Linked DNA regions of Rattus norvegicus: region 2 is linked to region 1. Evidence: chromatin contacts called from public Hi-C data. All regions are on one chromosome and are shown on one strand. Each heading gives the region's core, a stretch centred on a gene start, on an enhancer-like site or on the middle of the called end of the contact. The rest is flanking DNA. Distances are from core to core; before and after follow the strand shown.

Evidence for each region. A called contact is a pair of places that touch in the nucleus more often than the background predicts.
Region 2: a contact with region 1 is called in a Hi-C map of liver, with 4 times the contacts expected there. The contact joins the promoter of Pgk1 here to the promoter of Cox7b in region 1. A contact is called at or near these places in 3 of 12 Hi-C or Micro-C datasets (liver, mammary epithelial cells and prefrontal cortex).

Annotation. Positions count from the first base shown.
Region 1 is chrX:75,146,965-75,153,746 of GRCr8, forward strand. Cox7b (cytochrome c oxidase subunit 7B) reads left to right here and starts at 2,072. Exons shown (of 3, transcript NM_182819.2): 1 at 2,072-2,173; 2 at 5,797-5,921. The coding sequence starts at 2,134.
Region 2 is chrX:75,331,143-75,338,711 of GRCr8, forward strand. Pgk1 (phosphoglycerate kinase 1) reads left to right here and starts at 5,846. Exons shown (of 11, transcript NM_053291.3): 1 at 5,846-5,914. The coding sequence starts at 5,850. It also overlaps the pseudogene Rpl19-ps17.

The sequences.
Region 1 (6,782 bases), core at 822-3,321:
AAGGAAAGCAACTACTTTAAAAGAGGGAGGGCCTGGAGAGATGGCTCAGCGGTTAAGAGCACTGGCTGCTCTCCAAGAAGTCCTGAGTTCAATTTCTGGCAACCACTTGGAGGCTCACAACTGTGTATAGTGGGATCTGATTCCTTCTTCTGGCCTGCAGGCATACATGCAGGCAGAATGCTGTATAAATAATAAACAAATCTTAAAAAGAAAAAAGTAATTGGTCTCAACTTAAAGAGATATAAAATGATGAGCGTGGCAGTATATAAGTGTAATCCTAGTACTTAAGAGGTAGAGGCAGGAGGATGTCAGGGCTTATTACCAGTCTAGGTTGCATAGGGAGTTTCTCCCTGAGCTACAAGGGGGGAACTTTGTTTTGTCTCAAACAAAACAAAACCAAGCAAACAAAAAGACACAGAGAAGATGAGAGACCAGAAGAGAGAGCTAGAGAGAATGCAGTAGCCACACGTGGTGGCACATGCCTGTAATCCCAGCACTGGGCAGAGGAAAGTGGGAAAAATCACACCTTTGAGGCCCACTAAGGTTCCATGGTGAGTCTCTCTTTCAAAGAAGAGGAAAAATGCATGTGACTATAGGTTATGAAAAAATTAAGCTGGACCTCATAGGTCAGTTTAATTGCTGCTACTTGAGAGGCTGAGGCAGGAGGATTGCAAGTTCAGTGCCTGTCTATACTTTAGAGTGAGTGAACAGCCAAATAGGGGCAACTTGGCGTGAGCTTTTCTCAAAATTTAAAAAGAAAAAAATTAAAATGGTTAATCATAGGTGTAGCAGCTCACACCCCTAATCCCAGCACTCGGGAAACTGAAGCAGGCAGCTGGCCATGAGATCCAGGCCAGGCTTGGCTACATAGTAAAGTCCAAGCTAGCTTGGACCCCAGGATGAAATCTTGTCTCCAAGAAACAAACACAAACACGAGCAAACAAGCGTACCAAACAAGCATGGTTGGTTGGGGAATCTTTGTGTTATGCTCATTCAGGTTGCTTTAGACACATGCACCAGAGTGGTCAAATAGAAACAACTTGGTACAGAGTCACCAATGGATACAAAATGGATAAAAGTTTGATGCAGAACAGAATAGTCATAATGTATCGTTCACAAAATTACTTTTTTGACACACATCCCTCCTTTCCCCACAAGATACTTTGTGAATTACCAAGGGAAAGCATTGACTTTAAAGTGTAGCAATCTGGTGTGGAGTGCTTTGATTAAATGATTAAGTTCATATTATTACTGAATGGGATGCTAAGGTCCTATACCTTCTGATAGGATGCTCTAAGAAGCAGTTTGATTTGTACGTTATTTCTCTAATCATGACACTGGAGAAGCTAAGGCAGAAAAATCGCAAATTCCAGGCCAGTCTGGGCTACATAGTGAGTTCTAGCCAGTTTAGGTTACATAGTAAACTCTGTCTTACACAGAGTTTCTTTCTTTCTTTTTTTAAAACATTTTTTATTATATATTTCTTTATTTACATTTCAAAGGTTATTACCCTTCCTGGTTTCCTGTCCATAAGCCCCCATCCCCTCCCCCTCCCTCATATGGGTATTCCCCCTTACTGCCCCCCCCCCCATATTCCCTTGCACTGGGGGGTCCAACCTTGGCAAGACCTAGGGCTTTCCCTTCCACTGGTGCCCCAACAAAGCTATTCTCTGCTACATATGCAGTTGGAGCCCTTACACAGAGTTTAAGAAGATACATTTGTATATAGTATCATTGCCAGATGTACATACACTGAATGGAATCCCTAGGGAAAAAAAGACTAATTGATCTCCCAGCATCTTGAAGCTGGTGCCTTCTGTAAGGTTGGTGTCTCAGATCTCCTTTGTAGAGTCCTAAACCTTTGTCCAAAGAGTTATCTCCCTGTTTAGTAAATACTAGTCAATGGCAGCCATCAAGTTTGAAACTACATTTCCCAAAGGCCTTTTTTCTCGCAGGAAATAGGATTACAATTTCTATAGGTCAATTTCCCCAAATCTCGCGATATGTTACCAAATCTCATTAGGAATCGCCGCAGAAAGCCATTTTGTTTTTCAGGACTCTGCAAGGGTAGCTGGGGTGAATTTGCACCCAGGTAGCAGCTGTAGTCACCGCAGTTCCATCCTTGTCTCCGCGATGTTGCCCTTGGCCAAAAACGCACTAAGTCGTCTCCAAGGTGAGCAGATAATGTGGGCGAGCCCTTTACAACACCCGGGATCCATCTGCCCTCGTGCTCTCATGCCTTTTTCCTCTGCCCTAAAGCCTGCAGTTTTAATTCTAGGTGCACGGTTCCCTGCGTGGTCTCCAGTCACTGGGAAGATAGCAATGACAGTGGTAGCTGTGACAGTGGCTTTATCATCCTGTCCTTGTGTTCCTAGCCTAGTTCTGCATTCTCTTTCTTCAGAGACCTATCATTTCCAGGAAGACCGTTTTGGCGGGCACCTTGCTCTTTTAGCCATGTTCTAAATTGTAGCTTTGGGACTGTATTTATATAGAACTGATCTCCTATGGTGGTAGCGGTGGTAGGAAACTAAATCTACCTCACCTGCATTCATAGCGAGGGGGAAAAGCAAAATTCTGGCAGCTTTGAAGAAGTCGTCTGTAGATTATTAACGGAATATTAATTATCGCGAAGACAATCATGGTCATTTGTTCCTGCTTAAAAGTTAGGCAAGTACGTGGAAATTTGAGACTAGCATTATATATGGAGAAAACATTAGACTGGAAAGAAAAACTCATTTTCGTAATTGCTTTCCCGTGAAGGTGACCTTCAGTAATGTGAATAAAGGTGACCTTACGCAAATACCTTTAGCTTGCTTCTCTAGTCATGGATTTATTTTTATTTTACAGAAATGTTAGGAGTATCACTGTGTTCTAAGCACTGAAGTACTTTGGGAATAATTGAAAAAATAGGAGCCCAATTGATGTTTCATCTGCCACAGGCTGTGTTCTTTCTTTCACTTTGGACAAATGATTTAGCTTTATAAATTTGTTTTTGTAAAACAAAGGTTAGTAAGTAATACCGATTTCATAAGATCATTAACAGTTCTCTGGTCACTAAATTTTTTTGTTTCATTTTTGTCATTTTTAGTACAGAAGAGAGACTTAAGGAAATCCACTTGGTAAATCAGAGTGTTGAAACAACAATTGTTGCTAATCTCAATTTCTTTGATCTTTGAGTGATTTAGGGACTTTTAAAATACTGTAGGAAACATTTTTGTTGTTTTTTTGAGACAGGGTTGTGTGTGTGTGTGTGTGTGTGTGTGTGTGTGTGTGTGTAGCCTGGCTGTCCTGGAACTTGCTCTGGAGAGCAGGCAAAAGGTTATTTTTTTCAAGTTTATTTTGTTGCGTTTCTATTTCTTAGTGTGGAGTTCCCATACATTTTAAGTGTTCTAGAGCAGAACCCATTATGGAATGTTTATTAATTTGCTTATCTGGATGTGGCTGTTTTCTGAGGGAGGGTCTCAAGTACACTAGGTTTGCTTTCCAATTTAACTTGTAGCCAAGCATGTCTTCGACTTCTGATCCTTTGCCGCCATCTCCCAAGTGCTGGGCTTACAAGTACTTAGCACCTTTATAGATCTAATTGTGTTTGTTTCTGCAGTGTTAGGGACCAAGTCTAGGGAATGTTAGGCAAGCACTACACCAATCGAGCTACATTTCCCTGGGTGTGACTGGTTAAAGGTGAAAATGAAAGGGTAAGTAAGGCAGCTAAAGAGCTAATATAATGGTTAATTATTGGGATTCTGACACCTAGAGACCATTATTTTTGTCTTGGGGAGTTTGATTGAATTTGAACCCAAAGCTCTGCCACCGAACCCAGGCTCTCCCCAGCCTGAAACTATTATATATATATATTTTTTTTAAGTATTAGTGAGTGAACAACATTTTATTTTGTTTATATTTTTGAAATGGTCTTACTTTACATCTCTGCCTGGCATCAAAATTGAGTATAGTTTTTAGACCATAGCCTCCTAAGTACTGAGAGTATAGGTGTAAACCACCACACCTCAGTTCAACATTCATTGCTTTTTACACTGCATCTGTAAGCACCTTTAAAATCCTTTAAAACAATAAGGAAGTGGTGTCTAGATTTAAAGAGAAAAGCATAGCTTTTCTTGGTATTTACCACTTCTTTCTAGTTTTACTCCTAAGCTGCCTTGTTCTTCATCCAAACTTGATTGACTTTCTGGTACAGTAGATCTATCTATCTCTGTCGATTTTTTTTTCTTTTTTTTTCCTTTTTTTCTTTTTTCTTTTTTTTTCGGAGCTGGGGACCGAACCCAGGGCCTTGTGCTCGATAGACAAGCGCTCTACCGCTGAGCTAAATCCCCAACCCCTCTGTCGATTTTTAATTCCATTTTTCGACATCTATGAACAAATCCTACTTTCCTAAATGCTAAGTTAATTCTACTTTCTTGTAGAATTCGTGTCTTCATTTATAATACTCATTTCTAGGCTACAAATTACATGATGATAAAATCTTTCTCATACATTTTTTCTACTCTATTTTTTGAGATAGGGTCTCATGCACCCTAGGCTGATTCTTGCTTCCACCTTCCAAGTGCTTAGGTTACAAATAGGCTTGCCTGCTTATATAGTCTTACTGTATAATCAAAAGCCTTATTCATTACCAATCATTTTAAAATTCTGCTTACAATAGTTTGGGGCCATAATATTTTTTTAAAGATTTATTTATTTGTTACATATAAGTACACTGTAGCTGTCTTCAGACACATCAGAACAGAACGTCAGATCTCATTAAAGATGGTTGTGAGCCACCATGCGGTTTTTGGGATTTGAACTCAGGACCTTTGGAAGAGCAGTCAGTGCTCTTAACCGCTGAGCCATCTCTCCAACCCCCATAATTTTAAAGTAATAAACATTTGACTTTTATTTTTGCTGTGAAAATTTTCAGGAATCCAGAAAAAATGAGAATTGTGTGAAGAACATTCATGTTATGTGTCAACATTTTATCAGATATTTAAAATCATGTTTCTGTCTATGTGTCACTTTATCTTTTTTTTTTTTTTTCGGAGCTGGGGACCGAACCCAGGGCATTGTGCTTGCTAGGCAAGCGCTCTACCACTGAGCTAAATCCCTAACCCCTTTATCTTATTTTTTAAAGACTATTTTATGTATACTAGTACCTTGTAGCTGTCTTCAGACACACCAGAAGAGGACATCAGATCCCATTACAGATGGTTGTGAGTCACCATGTGGTTGCTGGGAATTGAACTCAGGACCTCTGGAAGAGCAGTCAGTGTTCTTAACCACTGAGCCATCTCTCCACCCCCCTCCTTTTTTTTTGGAGATGGAGTCTTTTACTGTAGCTCAGGCTAGCCTAGAATTCACTGTATAGTCCAGTTTGGTTTTGCACTCATGGCAATTCTCCTGTCTCAGTCTCCCAAGTACTGAGCTTTTGGTTGTTAACCTGGCGGTTTGTCTTGTTTCCAGAACATTTGAGAAGGTGCAGACTTGTTTATCTGTCCATTCTTTCTCTCTTTCTGTTTTTGTTGTGCTTTGTCTTTTAGAGTCAGGGTTTCTGTGCTCTGCCTTGTCTGTCTTAGAATTAGCTTCTAACCAGGCTGGTCTCCAACTCCGAAATCTGCCTGCCCCTGCCTCCCAAGTGCTGAGACTAAAGGCATGCGCCACTACTGCCTGACCATTTGTTCTTGTGGTTGACATTTAGTTGAATTGTAGTAGTCTGTAGAATTCACTACCTTTGCTTTCCTGATTGGCAGTTGTGTTGTTTTTATTTTGATAACTGATTCATATACTTCTGTGTTCTTTTCTAAGTTCGAAGCATTCAGCAAGTGGTGGCAAGGCAGAGCCATCAGAAGAAGACACCTACTTTCCATGACAAATATGGAAATGCTGTATTAGCAGGTGGAAGCATCTTCTGTATTTCTGCATGGACATATGTAAGTACTATTAGTTGATTATTTCTTCTGCAGCGCTAGGGATTGAATTCAGGGTCTCATACGTGTTAGGCAAGTGCTCTGCTATTGAGCTGTTATCTTAGGCTCAGTGGTTTTTAGTTTAGATATGTTTTATTCTCATCTAGTCTATGTATTGAAAATGTTAAGTTTCTAGTTAAGGAAGGATTTGAAATACTATCTGATCATCCACCCAATATGTGTGTCTTCCTTTGCATTCAGCATTCATTCATCTTCTTAATGTTTCCAGTAACAAAGTTTTGGTTGGATTGCAAGGCAGCCCTTTTCTGAATTGTATAGCTGTTAGAGGAATCTTATTTGTGGAGCCCAAGCATGGTGGTATATGTCTGCAAGTATGAGGTTATCCTGGGCTATATAATGTACATAGTGAGAGCTTACCTCTAAAACAGTTAAAATATTGTACTGTTGAGTTAAATATGCTCCCCTTGGTAATTTGTACATCAGTTCATTGCAGAAGAGAAATTCTGACCCATCATATTTCCATATGATATCAGCTAGTAGAAGATTGCTGTCATAGGTTATAAAGTACACGATTACCACTGACAGAGCCCTTGGTTCAATTCACAGCAACAACCGTATTGCCCTGGTGTCTTTTAAGATTAAAACATCTATAGATATGTTGGTCAGGTGTTTTGTTGTATAATTTATGGATTCTCATATTTTGAGTCACCTTGCTAGTTATACTTCAGTTACTGGATTTCCTTCTAAAATTCTGTAGTCACAGCTGAGGCAAAGCCAGTGTGGTTGGAGATGGACACCTGCAATGCCAGCACTTGGGAGGTTGAGGCAGATAGACTGAGAAGACGACGACCAGCTAGAGCTATA
Region 2 (7,569 bases), core at 4,596-7,095, 190 kb after region 1:
AAGAGCCATGCTGGTAAGAAACTGAGACCCCTTTCCAAGATCTATGTGAGCACCATCTTGGAATAGAGAATTTCACCTCCAATCAAATCGTCTGGTAATTACAATTTACAAATTTGCTCCTTCCACCAAAAGATCAGTCAAGGTCCTCAGAGTTTACTGTTTAACTTGCTCCAACTTTACTTTCCTTCACTGAAGAAACAAGTTTAAGCAAGCAAGAGTCCTGCTAAACCCGGTTAGGGAAAAATTCCTCAAGGGCTTGGGTTTGATTCTTGGGACCTATAAGTTGGAAGGCAAGAACTGACTCCTGGAGGTTTCCTCTGACATCTGCCTCAGTGTTTTCATGCATAACACACACACACACACACACACACACATGTGTACACACACACACACACACACACACACACACACACGTGTACACACACAGAGGAAATAGGGGGAGGGGAGGGGAAGGGTCCTCTTAAAGAATTCCACTCCCTGGTGACTAAACATCCAAATATATAAGCCTGTGGGGCCATGCTTATTCGAACCACTACTACACTTTGGTGGAGTCTGATGTCTTAGGCTTCTAACTGAAGCTTAAATTCATCTTCAGTCTCAGTTGCCTCTTCTGGAGTTGTCATGTGTCCTTGTAGGCAAATAATCTAAACTACAGACTTTCTTTTTAAAAAAAATTATTTTGTGTGTGTGTGTTTGTGTGTGTGTGTGTGTGTGTGTGTGTGTGTGTGTGTGTGTGGTGTGTGTGTGTGTGTCTATACATGTGTACCACAGCATGCATTTGAGGTCAGGGAGCAACTTGGGGGAGTCAGGTTTTTTTTTCCTTACCATGTGGATCCCCGTGTTCAAATTCAGGCCTTAGACTTGGTCTTTTTATTGGTAGAACTATCTTACTCTCCTCAGATTTACTTTTCTTCTTAAGTCTTGGCTTATTGCCCTGGGTAGTTTTTCAACATTTTAGAAGACATTTTTTTTGTTTGTTTCTTTGAGACAGAGTTTCTCTTTTCTAACAATCAAAGCCGACTTGTAACTCACTCTGTAGATCAGGCTGGCCTTGAAACTCGCAGAGACCCACCTGCCTCTTCCTCCTGAGTGCTGGGCTTAAAGGTGTGTGCCTGGCACAATAAACAACATTTTAAAGTTTTGGGCTAAACTGGACCTGAGGGCACAGGCCTGCAATCTCAGTTTTTGGGATCATGGGGCAGAGGGAATCACAAATTTGTCTGGTCAGGGCTGCAGAGTGAGTTGAAGTTCTGCCTTAACAGCTTTAATAAGACCCTGCTTTTTTTTAAATTTTTAAAAATTTTTTTTGACAAGGACAAGGGCTTGTTTTATTTTAATGACTGATCCACGAGAGGCCACAGCCTGGCCACTATGTACAGACATGAGGGAAGCTTCATTTCTTGTTCTCTTCCTCCTTGGACAGAGTCTTGATGATCTCCTCCTTCTTGGCTTGGAGGCGCTCCTCCCAGCGCTTTCGTGCTTCTTTGGTCTTTGACCTGCGAGCCTCAGCCTCCTCAGCCAGTAGCTTCTTGAAGCCAGTAGCGGGCCTTGTCTGCCTTCAGTTTGTGAATGTGCTCCATGAGAATCCGCTTGTTTTTGAACACATTCCCTTTGACCTTCAGGTACAGGCTGTGATACATATGGCGGTCAATCTTCTTAGATTCCCGGTATCTCCTGAGAAGCCGGTGCAGGATCCTCATCCTTCTCATCCAGGTCACCTTCTCAGGCACCCGAGCGTTGGCAGTACCCTTCCTCTTCCCTATGCCCACATGCCTGCCCTTCCGTCGGGCCAAGGTGTTCTTCTAGCATCGAGCCCGAGAAAGGACAGTCACAGGCTTCCGGATGATCAGCCCGTCTTTGATCAGCTCCCTGATCTGCTGATCGGAGTTGGCATTGGCGATTTCGTTGGTTTCATTGGGGTCCAACCAGACCTTCTTTTTACCACAGCGGAGGACACTAGAGGCAAGCCTCATCTGTAGCCCGAGCATACACATGGCTGCAGACACAGCAAGACCCTGTTTTAAATACATTGTTTTTGTGGAGTGTGTGAGGCACTGGGTCCAATCCTTGGCATAGCTTCTAGCACCTGTCCCTCCAATGAATCCAGCTTTTCTATTATCTTTCAGTGAGACAATCGGTCTTAACTATCTACTCCAATATTAGCAGGCATGGAAATATCTAAAAAACGATGTATAGTCAGATGTGGTGGTATATACCTGTAATGCCAGCACTCAAGAGGTTAACACAAGAGGGTCATGAGTTTGAACGTGGCCTGGACCACATAGTGAGACCTTATCATAAAAAAAAGGATTTACAAAACTGTAAACTTGATCATATGAGTGCCATTTAATTCTCCCCTGTACTGTAGTGAGATGTTTCAGCTGCAAATTATTACTCGCATTAGATGTTTGTTTATTTGACATGATAGAAAGGAAGGTTGTACAGTGATGCTGGGATTACTTAAGTCAGTAAACCGCTGCTGTCATTAAGGATTCAGTTATTCTGTAGTTTGAGGTCACCATTCTCAATGTTCGGATGATGATTTTGTCTTACAGAACAAAATCATTGTGGAGACTCTGTATTAATTGTGTATTTCTGAATAATAAAGTACCTCAAAGTTTAGCACTTCCAAACAATAAATATTACCTCAGACTTTCTGTGAGTCAGGGATTGGACAACATCTAAGCTGGTTTTAGTTGGAAGCACCTCCTGAGATTGTAATTATATGCAATTATATGTCTTGGCTGCAGATATCTGAAGGTTTGACTTGGGGGCAGGAGTGTCCACTTCGATGGCTGGCTCCTTTATAAATCTGCAGGCAGCAAGACTCAGTTCTATGCTGGTGTTGAAAGGTACTCTGAGTTCCTCACTATCTGGGCCACCCCATGAAAGTATTTGAGTGATCCCAAGATATGGCAGCTGCTGTCCCCAGAATGAAGGATCAGAGAGGGAGAGGAAGAGGAGGGAAGGGGGAGAAGGAAGAAGTGGGAGGGAGGAGAAGGGAGGGAGACAGGGAGGGAGGGAGGAAGAAAAAAAAGGGAGGGAGGGACAGAGGGGAAGGAGGGAGGGAGGAAGGGAGGGAGGGAGAGAGAGAGAGAGAGAGAGAGAGAGAGAGAGAGAGAGAGAGAGAGATCTCCGTAGGTACTACCCACCTCCCATCTTCTGTTACTTAGAAATGGTCAATATATGTATGTGCAGGGCTTGCTTTTCTTACTAATCTCCATTGTTCCCAGAACTGCAGACTTACTTTCCTTTTTATCTCATTGATCTAAGTTGGGTCACTGCCCATTCCCAGACCAATGTGTAACAAAGGGGTATGTGGGGGATGGGATTACCAGACTCAGCTTAGGTCAACAGTGATTTATCCTTTGGTGCTAGGAGATAAGCCTATCTTTGCTGAGCACTGGTCACTAACCCAACACTCTATTAAATCGGATTTCTGTAAGCAAGGAAGGTGGGGACTAGCTCCTGGTGAGGTGACTGGCTGTATTGAATGGGTTGTCCAGTTCTGTTAGGAGAAAAAAATGTCTGTAACATTGGTATAACACCCAAGGGATCTGGTCCATATTTACCCTACCTCATGTGTATAATTGTAGATTTCTCTATGTTTCAGGTTTTTCTGTTGTCAGACTTCTTCTCATCGTTGGTTGTCTGTTTCTCTCTGTTATTTTAGGCCAGTAGTGGAAAAAGCTTCCCAATCTCTATAATCTTCAGTGTTCTTGTGTTTAAGATACAATACCTACTTCATAAAGTTCTTAGGCAAAGTAGTGAGTCATGTCAGCAGTGCTGGACAAACAGTAAGTGCTCAATAACTGGGAAGAATCATTGTCTTTGTGTGCATGGTTTCCTCTTTGATATCCAATACTATATAATTGTACCTTATCTGAGGACAGTTTGACTCACTACAATGATAACTCAGCCAGAATGAAATAGCTACTGCATGATAGGAAGTCCAGAGACTTGTTTGAAATACCTTCCAGGGGTTGTTTTCCAGTAAGGTTGAAAGAAAGGAAGTATGGAAATGATTGGCAACAACGAATGTTTATCTTAAACACAGACATACATGCAGGCAAAAACTACACACTCGAAGACAAACTAAAAATTAAAAAGTACTTATGTGTACAGATTTGTCACTGGCATCAGGACATTTGGTTCAGTATTGCTGGCACTGCGACCTATGCAATGTCCTTAGAGCCTGGAGACCTTGCCATCCACCATGGAAAAGAGTTTCACCAGAGTGAAGCAGTTAGCTTGTTGACAAAACACAAAGACAAAATGCAGGGTCAGTGACATTGGTTAGCAGGAAAGGTGCAGCTCCTTTCTCAAATTCATGGCTTTTTTTCCGTGTGTGTGTGTGTGTGTGTGTGTGTGTGTGTGTGTGTGTGTGTGTATGTATGTACCTAAATATGTAAGGACAGCCTTCTCAGTCTCTGTAAAGTCCCTTGTATGTATTTGATTTCAGAGCGTGCTACTGGTATTGGATAACCATGGGGGCTCTCAGCATTCCTCTGTAGGCTGCAGTTCTTTGTCTCTTTCATGCCACTGCCTCCTGTTACCCAGTTTTTTCCCCCTTCCTTTGTTCTCTTAAAATTATTTTCCCTTTGGTAGCCCTGTCTCTACCCTCTTCACATATGTGCTTATACAGGAGCTGCATATGTAGAAAACACACGGGATTGTCTTTCTGAGTTACTTCACATAACTTAGTAATTTCCAGAGATGGTTTGGCCACTCACTCCTGGGTGTCAGCCAGTGAGTAGAGGTGGAAAGGAAAGAACAGGCCAGTGAAGAAGGGCTTACATTTCTTATGTGCCCTTCAATTTCCTAAGTAGTTGTCCTGCCTCAGAGTGTAGGCAAGCACTTTACCACTGAGCAGCATCCTTAGCCCAAATTAGTGTCAGGAGAGATTTAAAGTGTTTTTGGTTAATTTAACCGGTGCCGGAGGTTGGATCCACAGCCTCTGGCCTGCAATTTACGGCTGAGCTACACTCACAGAGCAGTCTAAATCCCAGTGGCCCAGGACTGCAATGATCACTTACAAGCTCTGCAGTCTTGAGAAGACACTAAATCTTTCTCTATCAGTTACTTCAACTTTAATAACAGAACGTACTTAGGAATTTTAATTGTTAGTTAACATGACACATGCTGTATGTATTCGTCATTATGAATAATGTAACCACAGCAATTATATTGTACTTTTTATTATAAGGGGCGGGGGGAAGACCAGGTCCTTTTTTGACTTCTGAGAGGTTTCGATTACCAAGAAGGCCTTAAGTGGACTTCCATTTGGGAGCTGAGAAAGCAGAGGAATCCAAAAGGGGATGACATTTGCAGAGGTCTAGAAAAGGCGCCTGGGAATTCTACCGGGTGGGGGCGGCGCTTTTCCCAAGGCAGTCCGGAGCATGCGCTTTAGCAGCCGCGCGGGCACTTGGAATGGCCTCTGGCCTTGCACACATTCCACATCCACCGGTAGGCGCCAACCGGCTCCTTTCTTTAGGGGCCCCTTCGCGCCACCTTCTACTCCTCCCCTAGTCAGGAAGTTTCTGCAGCTCGCGTCGTGCTGGACGTGACAAATGAAAGTCGCACGTCCCACTAGTCTCGTGCAGATGGACAGCACCGCCGAGCAATGGAATCGGGCAGGCCTTTGGGGCAGCGACCAATAGCAGCTTTGCTGCTTCGCTTTCTGGAAGCAGAGGCTGGGAAGGGGCGGGCCCGGGGCCGGCTTAGGGGCGGGGCAGGCACCCTTAGGTCCTCCCGCGGCCCGGCATTCTGCACGCTTCAAAAGCGCACGTCTGCTGCAGTGTTCTCCTCTTCCTCTCCTCCGGGCCTCTCGACCTCACGGTGTTGCCAAAATGTCGCTTTCTAACAAGCTGACTTTGGACAAGCTGGACGTGAAGGGGAAGCGGGTCGTGATGAGGTAATTCTGTTCTGCTGCCCTCAAGCCCTCGGGGCCACAGTCGCTTTGGCCTTGGCAAGCACATTTTTCCGTTCACCCTAAGTTGTGCTTACTTTTCAACTGGCTCTCGGGGGTCCTGGGTTTGGAGGTCAGGGCTGTTTCTCATGGCGGAGACTGCCTGAGTTTGATGCTTCCTAACTGCTCTTCTCATAGCATAAAAAGTGACCAATAGTGTCCTTTAGGGAGTGGATCCAACCGAGAAAGGGCTCAGATCCCTAGGACTCAATCCTTTTCCCATTTCCGAAGTGTGGTTTCGTCTCTTGTAGTGAGATTGGACCTAATGCTTATCCTGCAAATCTCTAGGCCCCAGTTGAGGGACCTTGAAAGGTCATTTGGCTAATTTCCCTTCCCCCAAGATCCTTGGACCATTCGTGACGAACTCGAAACCGCCCACGTTTCATTCGTCCTGGTAAAATGATTTCTTTCCCAAAAGATGTTGGTCAAAATGCTCTGGAGTGGAGGTCCCATTCCCCAAAGAATTGTGGGTGGGAGGGTGAGGCCCACTGGATGAAGCTCGGTATAGCTTATGTAACAGGCTTCTGCTGCCCTACCTTGCCGTTGGACTCCTGGCCTTGGGGTTTGCATCAGGATTGTGACACATGCAGGGTGTGGCCGCCGGGAGTTGGAGGCCTGTAACCTCACCCTCAGAGGTGGCTAGAGAAGCAGGATGTCAGAAGTGAGGAAGGCTCCCACGCACGTGGCGCCCTCTTAGTCGGCACATGTGGATTCCCTGGTCATTGATTAAGTTGGCTTCTCCCTTACCTGACAGAATCACTGGCGTGCATGCATCTTCTACATTTCTGCCTTTCATAATCTATATTTTTTGCCAGGAGTGACGGATGATTAGATACATAACTGGAGGGCCTGGCTGTTCATGTGACAAGTATAGGACCGAAGGATGGTAATTTCTAAGGGCCGTAGATAGTCGCAGTGACTGACTACTGTGCCTGCCTGACCTTTGGAAGCGGTTGATTGATTGGTAGTACGTGAACGGTGTAATCCTATTCCCTTTGACAATTTGGGCCAGTTCAAGTGAGGGCATCCTTTAGATACTAACACAACAGTTTCTCCTGCTTCTGCACCAGAGTTAGAGAATTGTAAAGCCACATATTACTTGATAGGTGATTTTCTCTTACTGTGCTGATAATCAGAAACAACCCAGTGTGTTATCATGCAAAACAGTGTTGCCCCAAATGGGATAGGCCCTTGTAATCAGGATGGAGTTAGAAATCCCAGCCACCCTAATCATAGATAAAGGGGAGGTTCTACCTAGCTTTTCATTCTGTTCTAAGGAGAAAAGATTGATCCTGTGAAAACCAAGACAGGTAGATGTAGGCTTGTAATTAGCTTAAAAGGTTTAAACTATATCATTACTGGCTTGAGACTGACCTTGCCAGATGCATGCAGCTGCTGAAAGACAGTAGGACATTGTGCTGGTCGCCTTTCTGTAATTGCAGTTCCGGGATTTATGCTATCTAACACAGGGAAACTGTCTTAAAGGAATTAGCTCTGGTTGGGGGGGGTGAGACAGGAGGAAACAGTTTTTCTTTTTTGCCCCAAATCACTTTTCCTAGGTTAACCTTGAGTCTTGAAATGATTGGCTAGTCTAGTTTTAC